Regions from separate parts of the Mus musculus genome. Here region 2 is linked to region 1. Evidence: chromatin contacts called from public HiChIP or PLAC-seq data. All regions are on one chromosome and are shown on one strand. Each heading gives the region's core, a stretch centred on a gene start, on an enhancer-like site or on the middle of the called end of the contact. The rest is flanking DNA. Distances are from core to core; before and after follow the strand shown.

Region 1 (3,395 bases), core at 467-2,966:
GTGGGTAAGGGAGCGGGGGGGGGGGGGGTCATAGGGAACTTTTGAGATAGCATTTGAAATGTAAATAAAGAAAATAGCTAATAAAAAAAAGAATGGATATTCAGTTCTATTCTTCATCTACCTGCCTGTCTGTACCAATACCATGCAGTTTTTTGTTGCTGTTTTGTTTTGGTTTTTTTTTTTTAAATCAGGAATGATGATTGCCCCAGAAGTTCTTTTATTACTGAGAACAGTTTTCGCTATCCTGGTTTTTTGCTATTCCAAATGAATTTGAGAATTGCTCTATGAAGAATTGAGTTGGAATTTTGATGGGGATTGTATAGAATCTGTAGGTTGCTTTTGGCAAGATGGCCATTTTTTTCTATATTAGTCCTGCCAATTCACAAGCATGGGAGAACTTCCCATCTTCTGAGGTCTTCGATTTCTTTCTTCAGAGACTTTTGAAGTTCTTGTCATACAGATCTTTCACTTGCTTGGTTAGTCACACCAAGATATTTTATGTTGTTTGTGACTATTATGAAGGGTGTCGTTTCTCTAATTTCTATCTTAGCCTGTGTATTTTTGAGTATAGGAAGGCTACTAATTTGTTTGAGTCAATTTAATATCCAGCCACTTTGCTGAAGTTGTTTATCAGCTGTAGGAGTTCTTCGGTGGAATTTTTAGGGTCACTTAATTATACTATCATATCATCTGCAAATAGTGATATTTTGACTTCTTCCTTTCCAATTAGTATCCCTTTGACCTTTTGTTGTCTAATTGCTCTGGCTAAGACTTCAAGTACTATATTGAATAGAATGGGAGAAAGGGCAGCCTTGTCTAGTCCCTGATTCTAGTGGGACTGCTTCAAGTTTCTCTCCATTTAATTTGCTGTTGGCTACTGGTTTGCTGTATATTGCTCTTACTGTGTTTAAATATGGGCCTTGAATTCCTCATCTTTCCAAGACTTTTAACATGAAGGAATGTTACATTTTGTCAAATGCTTTCTCAGCATCTAATGAAATGATCATGTGGTTTGGTTTTTTTTATTATTATTATTGTTGTTGTGGCATTTGTTTATGTAGTGGATTACATTGACGGATTTCTGTATATTGACCATGCCTGCATCCCTGGGATGAAGCCTACTTGATCGTGGTGAATGATAGTTTTGATGTGTTCTTGGACTCAGTTTGTGAGAAATTTATTAAATGTTTTTGCATCAATATTTATAAGGGAAATTGCTCTGAAGTTCTCTTTCTTTGTTGGGATTGTGTAGATTAGGTATAAGCTGCAATTGTGGCTTCATAGAACAAATTGGGTCGTCTTTCTTCTGTTTCTATTTTGTGGGGTAGTTTGAAGAGTATTGGTATTAGGTCTTCTTTGAAGGTCTGATAGAATTCTGCACTAAACCCTTCTGGCCCTGCGCTTTGTTGTTGTTGTTGTTGTTGTTGGAAGGTAATTTCTTTAATTTCTTTTTCAAGTAATGATGTAATATTAACATTCTCAGACACAGCACACCCCCTAATGTTATGAAGCACTTGGATTTTTAAAGCAATACTGATAATAGTTACCAAATATATAATCAAATGGTACATTAAAAGGATATGTGTCATTTTATTATTTCAAACTTTTTGTTCTGAACAATACAGTTTTACGTTTTAAGAATACTATGCTAATTCACTTCTGGTAGTTGGAAAATGCCTTCTGATTCAATTCGATAGTTTTAGCACTAGAGGGCAGCCTTGCCTGCTTCTGGATTGTGAAGAACTGAGTGAATTTAATTAAGCTAGCTTAATCTTAAACATTCAACCTCAGTAAATGAATGTCTTAGTCTCTTTAGAATCAAGTTTTCCATCCACTGTGGGTTTTTTCTTATTATTCTGAAAGTACAAAATAAGACTGATTTTGAGGGAGAGGGAGTTAGTTGTTGATGTTATTATATATCTCCATATAAAATCCAAGGAAAACACAAGTATCATTTACTGTAGTTATGTTCAGATATGATAATGGATTGAACATAGAAACATATAAATGGAACAGAATATGGAGCTAATTAAAGAAAATCTTGTACATGAAAATATTTATTCAGAAAACAGATTTAGCTCCTAACTGTGCTGATCTTGTAATAGGAGTCAAGGCAAAACCATATCCAAGTGAGTACCTATGTAAATAAGCTGTTGTACAAGCATTCCCAGCGCTCCAGAGTTTGCACCTGTGTACTAAATATCTGTTCTCTTCAGTTTTAGAGATCCTGACCCGTTAGTCTTTGGTGCTGGCAAGTACCCATCACAGTGCTTGGCATTTAGGCTAATCCACACTGTTTGAATATGTAGATACAAAGCATCACAGCTTATACAAACCTGTTTTCACACGTCTAGGGAAGCTTTCCTATCATTGTGTCTGAAGATATGAATATATACTTCTGTCTTTTCTTATTTTCTCTAACAACCTTTACCTATGGATAAAGGTTATTAGACATTGACTATTAGACTGTAATGTTTAGTAGGAAACAAAATAAATAAAAACCAAAAGCATTGTCAACGGTGGAAAGGAAATTCTAGCCTTTTTACAGTCCTCGGATTTCCAATCTGACTTTTATTGGAGAAGTTGAAGGTGAAATATAACATCTGCAGTGAATGAACCCTCTTCTTTCTCACAATTTTCACTAGGAAGGTCTTCTCACATTCAGGACTGGTTTTCTGCACCTTTGGGCATTCTTTCTTCCTCATGCTAGTTCTTGAATTTCTTTGTACATGAAGATCTTTGTAACATCCTTATTTATCAGGACAAGGCAATACCGTGCAGACTATCTATTCTCCAGTCTGAATCAAGCATCAGTTGAACTTGCTGGATATGTGTTCAATAAATGCTAGCAGTTACATAAAATCATTTGAAAGAGTTGGTCCACTTATAGATGCATTTGGTAATGTAAGAAAAACTTGGCCCCTAATGTCAATGATGTTTACCAATTATTTCCTCTGTTAGTACAGTTGACATGGTTCAGTGGTTCTTAAGAAGTGGTTAAATATAAGTAAGTGGGATTCTTAGTCTAGAGCAGCAGTTCTCAACCTGTGAGTCGGAACCCCTTTGTGGTCAAACAATTCTCTCACAGGGGAAATCTAGAGGTTTGAAAAATAGATATTTACATTACTATTCATAACAGTAGCAAAATTACAGTTGGGATGTAGCAATGAGATTATTTTATGGTTGGGGTTCACCACAATATGAGGAGCTGCGTTAAAGAATAGCATTAGGAAGATTGAGAACCACTGGTCTAGATTGTGTTTGGAATGAATACACAAGCCTTAACTGCTATAGTTATCTTTAAAAATCTGTCCATTTACACTGCACAGGAAGAATTTTATGAAACAAAGTATTTTAATGTCTTACTACTTCTCTTAAATCAATTGTTTTTTAAA
Region 2 (3,395 bases), core at 371-2,870, 500 kb after region 1:
CTTCCTGCCTCCGTGCTAAAGTTTCAGATTTGCACACTCAAGCTTTGCTTACTCTTTTTCCCCCAGTGCCAGGTTGACCCAAGGACCCGAAGCATGCTAGGCAAGCACGTTACCACTGAGCTACATCGCCAGTGCCTATCCTTTGTGATAATTTCTTCATTTTATAAAGTAGAACAAGTGATCCTTCCCTTTTCAAAATTTGATGACCAATTAATCATAAAATGTGGTTGGTGGGTGTAAGAACGTGGCACCAAGACACACACACACAAATAAAAAGTAATGCAAATTTTGAAGAGATTTGGGGGAAAACACCTCTGAAGAGGGGGAAACAGTAAGTAGAGAGAATCCTGGGGAATCAAACTCAGGCCACCAGTCTTGGTGGCAAGCATCTTTATCCCTGTGCCATCCAGCTAGCCCTCCCCCAAGATCCATTGCATGTGTAATCCTATCTTGGTGTCCTCTTTAGAAGACCAGCTGACACCAGGATTGTCCAGTTTTCTATTCTTGTATGAAAATGACCCTCAAGCATGAGTCCCACCCAAGAACAACCATGTATTAGTTCCCAAGATTCTGAGACTTAGGGGCTCCTGTGTGACCCAGCTGTAGAGTGACGTAGATGGGTTTGGAAGATTTGCAAACCTCACTTATGTATCTGTTGTGCAAGAATTGAGACTACAAAGCTGGGTGCAGCTGGGACTATCAACCCAACCATAGTGTCTCTGGCATGCAGGCCTTTTGTTTTTCTTCTTAATATGTTTGAATGTTTTCCCTGAATGTACTTATATGCACTATGTGTGTATCTGGTATCCATGGAGATAGAGAGCATCAGATCACATGAAACTGAAGTTAGAGATGGTTATGAGCCAGCATGTAAGTGCTAGGAATTGAACAAAGGTGCTCTAACCCCTGGACCATCTCTCCCAGCATCCAGGACTTAATCTGAATATCTCTTCAGATGTGCCTTTGCCTTCATACAGCACCATTCCTGCCATACTCTGATGTAAAAGAAGCAAAAGACACATTCAGAATATAAATAAATACATACATACATACATACATACATACATGCATGCATGCATGCATACATACATGCATACATACATACATGCATACATACATACATACATACATAAAGGTGGTCAACCAATTAGTTTGAAGCCAGAAGAGCCAAAAAATTCAGAGTGATACTCTAAATAGCCACACGGGGTCACCCTTCCACTTATGAAAACACCTGCCATTTAAACCAATTCTAACCAAAAGCATACTAACTACAACAAACATGCCAGACAGACCCCACCTGGTGCCTCCTAGTTTCTACCCTCATTTGTCATAGTAGCCCAACTCTCAATGACCAAAAAGGACAGGGATTTGGTACTGATGAGACGTTCTAATGAGTCAGTCCCCAAACTACAGCCCTTGTGAAGGGAGGTAGAGCAATTTTGTTGTTGGCACATTTTTTTATTTTTCTACAAATGCAGAAGGTGTCATGAGAAGTGACCCCCGACCACATATTTGCTGATCATTTGAAGCCTGTGAAAGAGCAACTCTTCTATTTCCTAGTGAGCATAAGGACAAAGGAGACAGGCCCTCTGGCCCACTTCCTCCTAAGGGTCAGCTGTGGTCTGCTGCTGCCTTCTGAAGCTTTCATCGGTGAGGAAAAAACAAGGAATTATTGACTGCTGTTGTGTAGGACTATTCTCCCAGAGAAACTGCCAGTATCTTCAGGAGTCCAGGTGAGCCTCTTACAGGGCAACCATCACAGCTGTGCTGACTGCTGACAGTGCCCTTGTAGAAGGAGGAGATGGAAAGTGCCATGGGACCCTTACCTGTTCACCCCTCCCTACTAGTTGTGTGCACATGGCCCCAGTGTGGAGGAGGAATAGTATACAGGAAAGGAAGCTCTGGGTAGAGGACTCCCTCTGCCTCAACATGGGGTGTCATCCTCCATGCTGGAGAGAGACAGTCCACCAGAGCTGTGTAGGCCACCAGAGCTCCTACCTGCACCGCTCTCATGGGTCTGTAGGGTTCCCCAAATGAACTTTAGTGGACTCACACGCCAGCCTATTGGTCCTCAGGAAGGGGGGGGGGGGGGTGGGATATTGTTTACATCTCCCACAGGAAAAGAATTTTAGGAACAGCTGTGACTGTAACTTGATGGTAAAGTATTTGCCTATAATATGAGGTCATGGGTTTGATTCCCAGTATAAAAGGGAGTCGGTGGGGGGTAATAATAAAGGCCAGTGAGTTATGTGTTAAAGAAACAGTGCAGCTAGAAGTGCAAGTCCTAAGGTTGATTCTCCCACAGAGAATGCGAGTCTTGTTTGATTGTTTTTGTTTGTTCATAGAGGGTCTCACTGTATATCCTTGGCTGACCTGGAACTGACTCTGTAGGTCAAGTTAGCCTTAAACTCACAGAGATCTGCCTACCTCTGCCTGTTGGAATTAAAGATGTGAACCAGCACACCTGGTTTACAGTAGTCTTATAAATCTGGAGTGTCCTTTGCCAAGTCATCTGCACAAGAATTATTCAGTTTAGGCCTGGTGATGAAAAAAGACTCACCATCCCAGGCATTGATGGTGGCAAGAGACAAGTTTGGAGTGTGGAATGTCTGATGTGTATTGAAGCAGTGTCTTGTATAGCCCAGGCTGGCCTCAAACTCATTGTGAAACAAGGACCTTGAATCCCTCTTTCTCAACTTCCTGGGTTCTGTTATCACCATACATGGTTGACAAGGTACTGGAGATGCAACATGCTAGACAAAAATTTCACCAACATACCCAATTCTCTCAGTTCAAATTTCTTGATAGCAAAACACAGTAACATCTTTTAACCTAAGGAAGAAGTGAAATTTCTTAGAAAATATACCATTTCTTAGTAAATGTTCACAGAATCAGAGAGAAGGTCAGAAACGCAGGTTTAGAATATGAACTATTGTTGTGGGATTCTTGTGTGGGCAACACTGCCCAATAGGGAATCCCCATTTACAGCCTACTAGATCCAGAGTCCCAAAAAGAATTTTATGTCTGTGTTAAGATCACATATGAATGAGGAACATGTGTAAAAAGTGCGTGCCTGAGTGTCAGCCTGAGAATTCTCATGAGAAGCCTAATGTAGAGGAGCATGTCTGTAACCCAGCCCTTCCATGGCAAGACATGAAGGGTAGACAGGAGGAATGTTAGTCAAGTATGGAAAGGCATCCTCTGATTTCTGCATGCATGTCCACACTAACATATATACACACCGAATAAATCGTGTTTTAAAAGAGATCACATTTGTCTTCCCCCCTTACCCTTTGGGGACAGCTAAAGCTGCAGGTAACATTAAACCTTAATATAACCATGTTTTCACACACACACACACTCACACACACACTCTCTCACACACACACACACTC

What was found. HiChIP or PLAC-seq counts read pairs in DNA pulled down with a chosen protein or histone mark.
Region 2: a CTCF HiChIP or PLAC-seq map of large pre-B cells shows a contact between it and region 1, with 6 times the contacts expected there. The contact joins two enhancer-like sites. A contact is called at or near these places in 2 of 15 datasets of contacts at CTCF or cohesin (large pre-B cells and pro-B cells), 9 of 484 Hi-C or Micro-C datasets (B cells, the C10 cell line, DN3 thymocytes and 6 more) and 1 of 115 datasets of contacts at active chromatin or transcription factors (large pre-B cells).

What each region holds. Positions count from the first base shown.
Region 1 is chr9:7,214,730-7,218,124 of GRCm38.p6, forward strand. It overlaps a transcript of Dcun1d5 not described here. Among named protein-coding and RNA genes, the nearest start is that of Dcun1d5, 32 kb to the left of the region's middle. Within about 2 kb of position 1,717, at least 4 of the 459 cell types and tissues checked have an H3K27ac peak or open chromatin away from gene starts, as enhancers often do.
Region 2 is chr9:7,713,036-7,716,430 of GRCm38.p6, forward strand. No RefSeq gene overlaps it. Among named protein-coding and RNA genes, the nearest start is that of AV064505, 19 kb to the left of the region's middle. Within about 2 kb of position 1,621, at least 10 of the 459 cell types and tissues checked have an H3K27ac peak or open chromatin away from gene starts, as enhancers often do.